Regions from separate parts of the Sus scrofa genome. Here all the other regions are linked to region 1. The links are chromatin contacts, called in public HiChIP or PLAC-seq maps. All regions are on one chromosome and are shown on one strand. Each heading gives the region's core, a stretch centred on a gene start, on an enhancer-like site or on the middle of the called end of the contact. The rest is flanking DNA. Distances are from core to core; before and after follow the strand shown. Region 1 has its middle 8.5 kb from the start of ODC1. Region 2 holds the start of NOL10 (nucleolar protein 10). Region 3 has its middle 120 kb from the start of HPCAL1.

Region 1 (3,257 bases), core at 232-2,731:
CCATCTTTGGCCTTCCTTGACATGGAGAAGCCTTACCTTGATCTTGGCCTCATGGCCCCATGGCTTCCCCCTGTGCCTTTACATCTCTCTGTGCTTGTCTCTCTGCACCCAAATTTCCCCCTTTTACACGTCATATTGGGAGTTCCCTGGTGTGCAGTGGGTTAAGGGTCAGGCATCGTCACTGCAGCGGGCCAGGTCGCTGCTGTGGTGGGGGTTTGATCCCTGGCCTGAGAACTTTCACATGCCTTGGCAGAGACCCCCCCCACAAAAAAAAGCACCCGGCAACAACAAAGTCAGATTGGATTATGGCCCGTTCTAATGCCATCCTAATGATTTCATTGAACGCAACAACGCCTATTAAAAAAAACCCCTATCTCCAAATGAGAGCACGTTCTGAGGGGCTTAGGACGTTAAGGTATGTATGGGGGCGGGGGGTGGGGTGACACCAATTTAACCCGTAACAGACAGCGTCTTCCAAGTAACCACGCTAGCGGCATAGGAGGTCTGAGCCCATCTCCAGGGCTGGCGGGGCATCGTGATCAGCTTAAGTCAACCACAGAGGTGCTACTCTCTTTCTCGGGATGGAGGAGGCCAGAGCATGCGGTCCGTTCCACCCACCAGACGGGAAGGGAAGTCCGCTGGGGAAAAGGATTTGTTGGGTAAAGAGAGACATAGGGGAAGGGAGGCCCTTTCTCTCCTGCTGGGTCCTCTGCCTTGTCTGCTCCTGATGCCCAGAACCGGGGCCGTCTTAGAACCACAAGGGCAGCTGGGTCTCCACTCTGCCCACGGAAGTGAGACAGATGGGAAGACCCGGGTCTCCGGCGCTCTCGAGGCTCTGTGTGAATGACACCGGAGCCTCCCTTCCCTGAGACTTGTGGTTATGTGAGATGATTAATTTCCCCTGCTGCTTACGCCAGCGAGTAATGTAACACTTACTTGCTTACCAGGCTCTTCGTAGGAAGTGTCCTCCTGGGGAGGCAGGAAGATTCGAACCATGCCCATCCCTGGCTTGTTTGATCCCAGACCCATTCCCTACCCCCCCCCCGCCCCCCAGGTCCTGCTCTTTTCTTGAGGGGAGTGGAGATGGGGGCTGACCCAGGAAACACGCGTGCTGGCTCTCTGGCCAACAGCTTCCAATCCAGAGGCCCTGGTGGGAACAGAAGCCTCCTCTCCCTCCTGACTCTCCCCAGGACTGGCTGCTTCCCCTGGGTTCCAGCCCCTCTGGTCAGCGCCTCCCTCAGTGGTTCCAGTCCCCGCCGGACAGCCCCCACGGGGCAGGTGGCCCGGGCTCCTGCTGATCTGGCCCTGTGGTGGGCGGGGCACCCTGCATCGCTTCGATATGCTCTTATCGCCGAGATGGGTTCCCACCTCGTGCCATTCCCCCTTCTGAACAGTCTTGCCTGCTCTGGCCTGAGCGATACAGGGCATGGCGTGCCAGAGTAGAAGGTTCTGTACTCAGGGCAGGGAGGGGACTCCTCGCCCCTTGAGCTCGCCAGGTCCCGTTGTCTGCAAGGATTTGGGTGGGCAGGTGGGAAGCACAGGATGAGGCCAGAGTCAGATTGTCTGCTGGATGGAGGACTAGCCCCTGGGGGCCGGGCGCTGCCCCCAGAATGAGCCCTCTGTCCTCTCCCCGAGGGAGGCTGGGCCCATGGCCAGCTGCCTCTCTGTGTCCCCTGGTCTTGATCTTGTCCTGCGTGTCCTGGGCCCCTCCCCAACTCTCCCTGGTCCAGCCTTTCCAAGCCCAGACCTCTCCACGAGCTGTTTCTAATACCCAGAGCAGAGTTCCTGCCTTTGCCCTGGGGCCCCACAGTGGCACCCTGTGTGACCGCCGCCCCAGTGACCAGAACACTCGGACACAAGCCTGGGGACAGCAGCCCTCTCTGACGATAAGCTCTCGCAGGCCGGGGCCTCCTCCGTGCATCTCCAAAGTGGCTGGAGGGGCCCTGGCCCGGCACGAGGGCTCCCGGCTGTCCGACGGGAGGCAACAAGCATCCCCTTCAGACCCTCCTGCAGCCTCTCCTCCGGAGCTCTGCAGCCAGGGCCCCCCGTGGCTCAGTCCGGCGAGATGCCAGAGGCTATTCGGATGGTCTCGGTTCTGACTTGGCAGCAAAGGGACGCTTAGGCCGAGTACACGCCTTCCAGGAGGCCCAGGTTGTGCAAGGGCCCTTCGCACGCTGCTCCCGCCGCAGGAGGAAGAAGCCTTGCGGGCTCTGGGGATTCCCAGAGGTGGGGCCCCACTGGGGTGGGGCTCGGGCAGAAACGGGGCCGAGGCAAAAGCCAGCAGAGGTGCTGCGGCATGTTGGGTCAGACGCCGTCACCAGGAGCTTAAGAGAAAATAAAACAAAGAGACGGTTTTCTTGGAGCGCTGGGAGAAGGTCAGGGTCCTTCCCCATCAGTTCCCCGCAGGCCCCCAGGAGCCCAGCCCACAGAAGCTCCAGAGGGGGCTCGTCCCTTGCCCCACACACCACCAGCATGTTGGAGACACTCAACATCAACACATATTGAACGAATGAATAAATGACCAAAGGAAAATATTCCAAACCTTTTGTTTTTGTTTTTGCTTTTTTGTCTTTTTAGGGCCACACTCGTGGCATATGCAGGTTCCCAGGCTAGAGCTTGAATCAGAGCTACAGCTGCCGGCCTCCACCACAGCCACAGCAATGCCAGATCCAAGCTGCATCTGCCACCTGCGACCTACACCATAGCTCACAGCAACGCTGGCTCCTTAACGCACTGATCGAGGCCAAGGACCGAACTCGCATGCTCATGGATACTGATCAGGTTCTTAATCTGTTGAACCACAACGGGAACTCCTATTCTGAATCTTTATCCTCCTAATTTTAGATAGGACACGGGAAGAAATTCCCATGAGTTCATCTGTCATGTAGCAAATACAAATCACAGGTCTCTGGAGTTCCCTCATGGCACAGTGGGTAAGGACCAGCATTGTCTCCAAAGCAGCTTGGGTCAGGACTGTGGCATGGGTTTGATACCTGGCCTGGGAACTTCTACATGCCGTGGGCGCTGCCAAAAATATATATATATATATATATATATATATTTCTCAGGACGGCCCTAGTTTCAATTTAACAATATTGAGTGACCAGGTACCAGGGCAGACACTGGATGTGTGATGATAAGTAAATCTGGGTTCTGATTTTAAAGGGAGGGGGAGGGGAGAAGAGAGGAGAGGGGAGACCCAAGGTGCCCCGACTACCATGTGTGATCTGTGCTGTGATGTCAGGAGGGCAGGGCCT
Region 2 (3,257 bases), core at 275-2,774, 220 kb before region 1:
GCAGTGGTTTGGGGCTTCAAAGGCAAGGAAGGCAAATCACAGGGAGATTAAAAAGCAAATGTTTGGTAAACAAATGCTGGCCTGGCGAGGCAGAGACAATGCAACACAGAAAGAAATTTTCACAGACTTGCAAGGGTCTTCCCCTTCCACACAGGTCTTACTAGAGTTGTCTAGGTCACAGCTCCCAGGTCCTCTATTTACATTCTTTGAAGCAGTCCAGGAGGTCAAAATTTCTTCCTTTCTTCATTATTTTGGGCTTTGATTGTTTTCCGCTGAAATCAGCATGCCAAAGAGACATTTTGGGGGCAAATTTTGCTCCCCTACAGGATGGATGTTAAATGAATGGAGATGAAAATAACCTTTTTTTTTTTTTTTTCTTTTTCTTTTAAATGGCCAAACCCAAGGCATATGAAGTTCCTGGGCCAAGGATTGAGTCCCAGACAGCCTATGCCACAACTGCCTCAGAGCCTTTAACCCACTGTCCTAGGCTGGGGATCAAACCCAAGCCTCCATTCCCTGCCTCCACAATAACCAGAGCTGCTGCAGTCAGGTTCTTAACCCACTGTGCCACAGTGGGAACTCCTGAAAATAACTATCTTATTTTATTTTATGTATATATATATATTTTTGCCTTTTCTAGGGCCGCTTCCACGGCATATGGAGGTTCCCAGGCTAGGGGTCCAACTGGAGCCGCAGCCACCAGCCTACACCACAGACACATTAACACGGGGATCCAGTCCTTGTCTGTGACCCATACCACAGCTCAAAGCAACGCCGGATCCTTAACCCACTGAGCAAGGCCAGGGATCAAACCCGCAACCTCATGGTTCCTAGTAGGATTCGTTAACCACTGAGCCACGATGGGAACTCCCCAACTATCTTTTAATACATCAAATCTTTTTGATTTTTAATTTTTTGTTTTTTTAAGGGTGCACCCAGGGCATATGAAAGTTCCCAGGCTAGGGGTCAAATCGGAGTGCAGCTGCCGGCCTACACCACAGCCAGATACAGCAACGTGGGACCCAAGCGGCGTCTGTGACCTACACCTGAGTTTCACAGCAACAGGGGATCCTTAACCCACTGAGCCAGGCCAGGGATGGAACCCACATCTTCATGGATACTAGTTGGATTTGTTACTGCTGAGCCAGGATGGGAACTCCAATACATCAACATTTAAAAGCATTTATTTTTAATGTAATGTTGTAGAAACACTGCTGAGAAAGGACCACACTTCCATTCTGAATTTGCTCACAGGCTGCATTCTCTCCCTGGGATCCCTGACCCCCCGCCCCTCAAGGCTTCGGTCTGCCAGGTCAGCACCGCCCTCCTTGGGACCTCGACACTTCGGCCAGAGCAGCGACCCTAAAGGCTTCCTCCGCTCCTAGCTGAGAAGAGGGAGAGCGGCTCCTGGCTCTCCCCACGTTAAGGTCGCCCAGAGACCCCCGGCCTCGCTAGTTCCTCTTCTCTAACCCCCCAGCTTCCCGCTTCCGGGATGGACGCGTCCACCACCCCCGGCGCCCGGAAGTGCGTCATCACTCAGCGCCCGCGCCGGCGCCCCACGCTGTGCATGGCCTCCACGCTCCCCCGGCGCCCCAGGAGGACCTAAGGTTCTGATGCTCGTGAGCCCTGTAGGGAGCGGGTCCTGGACAAAAACTCGGGCCGCAGCTTTTCGGCGTCGCCATGCAGGTCTCCAGCCTCAACGAGGTGAAGATTTACAGCCTCAGCTGTGGCAAGTCCCTTCCCGAGGTGAGTCCTGCCGGGTCCTGCTCCTCGCCGAGCAGCCGCCCCTCTCCTCGGCCCTGTCCCTGGCCGATTCCACCTGTTTCAGCGGGGCCCGGGTCAGCCCCAGACTCAGGGAGGGCCACTGGCGAGTGACGGTGCCCCGGGGGAGCTAGTCCGTGCTGGGGGACGAGGACTAGCTGTCACCGCGCCAGAAGCTGGGCCCAGAGGAGATCAGGATCGATGAGCTTTGCCTTAACTTTTTTGGGGTAAAGTTCTCTAGAACAGAGGAGGTGTCCCTTTGGGCTTTTAAGGATGTTCACAGTGGCTGCTACACCGAGGAGGAAAACGTGGACCGGTTGATTATTTCTTCCCATATTAATGCCCGCCCAACAGCTGCTGGTTGAATTCCTGTTATATGGCAAGTTCGAGAATACAGCAGTGACGAGAAAGGCAGACTTTGCATCTGCAGCATTTATGGTGCAGACGGCAGTATTTCTGAACCTTGTCTTGATTTCTTTGAGTCTTGGGACCTAAGAATTGGAAGGGGCTTGGAAAGTCAGTGATTCTCTTCCAGTCTTTCGTGTTTAAAACATGCAAAAGATCCACTGAGGGGAACGGTAGCTTTGTCCGAGTCACACACCTAGACTCTGAAGCTGGGATGTTATTTCTTAAAAGTCAGGGTCAAGCCACTGTCAAAGCACTTTTTGTAGAAGCTCTTTTTCATTTTGAGACTACTTGTTGTTTTAAAACATACCACTTTCTGGGGTGCTGCTGTTGGTCTGAGTCTTGCCCTTGGGAATCAGAATAAATGTAACTTGTCCTTGTGTCTGACCCGAAAAGATTTGGAGCCAGTGATTAGGTTCTTCTCAGATGGGAGTCTCTGTTGTGGCTCAGTGGAAACGACCCTGACTAGTATCCATGACGATGCGGGTTCGATCCCTGGCCCTGCTCAGTGGGTTAAGGATCCAGCATTGCCACAAGCTGTGGTGTAGATCGGAGACGAAGCTCGGATCCCTGAATTGCTGTGGCTGTGGTGTAGACCAGCAGCTGCAGCTCCGATTTGACTCCTAGCTTGGAATTTCTGTGAGCCGCAGAAGATTTTTCTCAGAATTTGGGTCAGGGGTTCCTGTCGTGGCTCAGTGGTTAACGAATCCGACTAGGAACCATGACATTGTGGGTTCGATCCCTGGCATCGCTCAGTGGGTTAAGGATCTGGTGTTGTCGTGAGCTGTGGTGTAGGTCCTAGATGTGGCTCAGATCTGGCGTGGCTTTGGCTGTGGTGTAGGCTGGTGGCTACAGCTCCGATTAGACTCCTAGCCTGGGAACCTCCATATGCCGTGGGTGCGGCCCTAAAAAGAAAAAAGACAAAAAAAAAAAAAAAAAAGGAATCCAGGCAGGTAACTCCTTATGCTCCAGTTGTTTGTCATATAATATGATCTGTCTCATTTTGTTCTTTCATCCTGTGTATTTGCTGAGAAGTGAGTACGTGCAGGCAGCGCTGTTCTGAGTGTTGGGATACGTGATGAACGTGTCAG
Region 3 (3,257 bases), core at 534-3,033, 150 kb after region 1:
TCAGATCTGATCCCTGGCCCGGGAACTGCATATGCCAGGGGAGCCAAAAAGAAAAAAAAAAAAAGAGTCCATGGCAAAACTAAGGTGTGGACTGAATACAAAAAAGAGCAGGAAACTTTTGGAGGTAACAGGAAGATTCTATATCTTGATGGCGATGATTGTTGCATGGGTATATACATACGTCAAATCTCATTCAACTATACATTTAAAACTGGTACATTTTATTTCATGTAAATTTTAACTCAAAGTTGATTTAAAATTTCTTTTCCAAGTAGCCCAGAGACAGGAATTTAAGTGGTCCCGGTGCCAGGAACTCCGGCTTCTTTTCTTGTGTTTCCCCTCCTTGCATCACCTTTACTCTCAAAGTCACTTCTGGCCCAGAATGGCTGCAAAAGCTCCAGCACTTACATACTTGTTCTAGCAGAAGGATGACAAAAGGGGAAAAAGTCATCTCACTTGTTTCTAAAGAGAAAGCAGTGCCACACAACCCTTCTGCTCACATTTCATGGGCCAGAACTTTGTTATGTGGTCACCCTTGCCAATCAGGAAGCTAGAAAATGCGTGGTCCCTAAATGAGACCTCTGCAACTCCAAAGAAATCTGGGATACTGTTGGCGTTCCCGTCATGGCGCAGCAGAAACAAATCTGACTAGGAACCATGAGGACGCGGGTTCGATCCCTGGCCTCGCTCCATGGGTTAAGGATCTGGCATTGCCATGAGCTGTGGTGTAGGTGGAAGATGAGGCTCGGATGTGGCGTTGCTGTGGCTGTGGTGGAGGCCGGCAGCTATAGCTCCGATTCAACTCCTAGCCTGGGAACCTCCACATGCGGCGGGTGAAGCCCCCCAAAGCAAACATAAATAAATAAATAAGTAAATACAATTCGGGATACTGGTGTTAAGGAACAGGAGAAGAATGACTTTTGGGGGCACGCCTCGTAGTATCTTAGAAAGATGCCCATGAAAAAGGAGTTGGAGTAAAATAGACTTTGTAGACTTTAAAGGGAGGGCATCAGACTGGAACATTGACTACCTAGGGGTGTCTTAGGGCTTCCCCAGGGAAGGCACTGGATCAAAAGGTTCGCACAGGCATTCCCTGCTGGCCTAGCAATTAAGGATTTGGTATTGTCACCGCTATGGCATGGGTTCAATCCCTGGCCCGGGAATTTTCACTTGCCGTGGGCACAGCCAAACAGCAAAAGTCAGCACACATCCATTATCCAAACAGTTGAGGCAGGGATCTGCAGAGACCTAACACCCAATGTAAAAATCATTTTATTTCTTCGTCGATTGCTGGTTTCCTAGGGCTGGAGGCAGAGACCGGAGTGAAACAGGGTATCTGCCAAAGACTTTCTGTTCAGGAGAGGCCCCTCTGCCCTTTCTCCGCTTATCAAGCACTTTTCACGCTTCAGACTCATCTCAAAGCTCAAATGTCACCTCCCTGACGCCCCTCTGGCCGCCAGCACCAGCTCCCCTGGATCTTCCTCACAGCGCCATGGCTGGGCTTCGCAATGATGGGGTACCTGCCAGCAACCCCCAAGCTGGAGTGAGGGCTCCACTTCACCATGGGGCAGTCCCAGGCCAGAAAACACGCCGTGGATGAGGGCACATTGGGGCCTCACCAGGCCCTGCAGTGGCCAGGGTCTTGGCCTGTCCGTAACTGGACGGGCCACTGGGGGCTGCTGGGAGCCCTGGGGAGCAAAGGGCCAAGCAGTCACCACAGCCTGGGCAGCCACCTTCCTCCTGCTGCACCAGCCGGGGGTCAGAGTGACTCAGCATTGGAGGCAGGCTTCCTGCCCAGAGCAGAGCCACTTCCGCCAGCCGGCCAGCCAGCAGGGAGCTCGGTGCCTGCCAGGGCCTGGGGCCTGCGTTCCTGAAATGCCATCCCTGACCAGGGGTCAGACCTTCGGACTTGAGCTTCTGACAATCCATTCGCCGCTGTGTGGCCTTGGGCATGTTGCTCAGCTTCTCTGAGCCTGGATTTCCTCATCTCTGAGAAGCAGGGATTAGAGCGCATCCCTCCTCCTGAGGCTGATTCCAGAATGAAATAAAGTGACTTCCCTCCCCAGACATCCGGTCCCTGGTGGGCAGGCCCTGCCCCTCACCTCTCAGAGCCGTCCCTCCTGGTAGCGGGCCGGCAGCCCTTCTGGCTCCAGGCGCCTCCTCCCAGCTCAGGGCCCCGCGGGAAGAGGTCTGGCCCCATAGGCCTGTGCATCCCGCTCTGTGACGCACGTAAGGCACGCATGGTGGCTCTCCATGTGCTCTTCCCTTTCTGCCCCAGGAGGTCCTTGCACGGTCCCCTCCGATGGCCCGGGCAGGGGCTCAGCCTTCCTTGCTTCTTGCAAGAGAATCGCAGCAGAGGTGAAGGCAAAGCGATGGACTCAGATCCCTGCCTGAAGTTCAGACACAAGCACAGATTCCTGCGCGTCCTGTGTGCCCTGAGGCCGCTCCTCACTCCTCTGCCGCCTGTCACCAGACTCAGAAGGCAGGTCCCCTGTCTGGGCTTCACCGCTGGGTGTCTTAGGGAGGGAATGAGCCTATCTGTGGATGGAAGTTTCCAGATATTAGTGCGGCTGGGATGGGACAGGTCACGAATGTCCCTCCGGATGTATGTCCCCGCAGAAGTCTTAGGGTGCGAGCTGGCACAGGATCAGTGGTCGTATTTTCCAAACCAAAAATCAAGACATCCACAAAAAAAAAAGCAGTTCCCATTGTGGCTCTGTCATAATGAACCCAACTAGTAGCCATGAGGACACAGGTTCCATCCCCGGCCTCGGGTTAAAGATCCGGCGTTGCCATGTGCGGTGGCGTAGGTCGCAGATGCGGCTCCGATCTGGCCTTGCTGTGGCTGTGGCGTAGGCTGGGACAGATGTGGCTCCCGTGAGACCCCTATCCCGGGAACTTCGGACCGCGGTGGGTGCGTCTGCTGGGCGTGCGAGGAGGGGTGCCTGGTCCCCTCGGGGCTCCATTTGTTTTCCGCTGGCTTCGCAGGGCCCATCAGCGCCATGCTGTGCCTTCCTACTCAACCTGGCATCTGTGCCAGCCTCTGACCCTTGAGACCATCACCAACCCGTTCAGCTCCTGTCTCTGAGCTGCAGCGGTGGGGGAGCCCTGGGTGCTCCTGAAGAGGGTGCTCAGGTGGCACCTTGTATCTCCAAGATCTCCCTTCTCCCACAGCGCTGAACCCCGCCCCCCACCCATTACCCCACCCCCCATCCCAGATTCCGTGCCTCAAGGCCTCAAGGCCCGGGTGGTGCAGC

Evidence for each region. HiChIP or PLAC-seq counts read pairs in DNA pulled down with a chosen protein or histone mark.
Region 2: a contact with region 1 is called in an H3K27ac HiChIP or PLAC-seq map of alveolar macrophages. The contact joins the promoter of NOL10 here to the enhancer-like site in region 1. A contact is called at or near these places in 2 of 5 promoter capture datasets (fetal skeletal muscle and liver), 8 of 47 Hi-C or Micro-C datasets (alveolar macrophages, brain, embryonic fibroblasts and 5 more) and 2 of 2 datasets of contacts at active chromatin or transcription factors (alveolar macrophages and skeletal muscle).
Region 3: an H3K27ac HiChIP or PLAC-seq map of alveolar macrophages shows a contact between it and region 1. The contact joins two enhancer-like sites. A contact is called at or near these places in 1 of 5 promoter capture datasets (liver) and 1 of 2 datasets of contacts at active chromatin or transcription factors (alveolar macrophages).

What each region holds. Positions count from the first base shown.
Region 1 is chr3:126,079,695-126,082,951 of Sscrofa11.1, forward strand. No RefSeq gene overlaps it. Among named protein-coding and RNA genes, the nearest start is that of ODC1, 8.5 kb to the right of the region's middle. Within about 2 kb of position 1,482, at least 16 of the 83 cell types and tissues checked have an H3K27ac peak or open chromatin away from gene starts, as enhancers often do. A contact at or near this core is called in alveolar macrophages and omental adipose tissue, where this site is marked.
Region 2 is chr3:125,859,898-125,863,154 of Sscrofa11.1, forward strand. It overlaps NOL10 (nucleolar protein 10), which reads left to right and starts at 1,525. Exons shown (of 21, transcript XM_021087848.1): 1 at 1,525-1,746. The coding sequence starts at 1,681.
Region 3 is chr3:126,230,883-126,234,139 of Sscrofa11.1, forward strand. No RefSeq gene overlaps it. Among named protein-coding and RNA genes, the nearest start is that of HPCAL1, 120 kb to the left of the region's middle. Within about 2 kb of position 1,784, at least 15 of the 83 cell types and tissues checked have an H3K27ac peak or open chromatin away from gene starts, as enhancers often do. A contact at or near this core is called in alveolar macrophages, where this site is marked.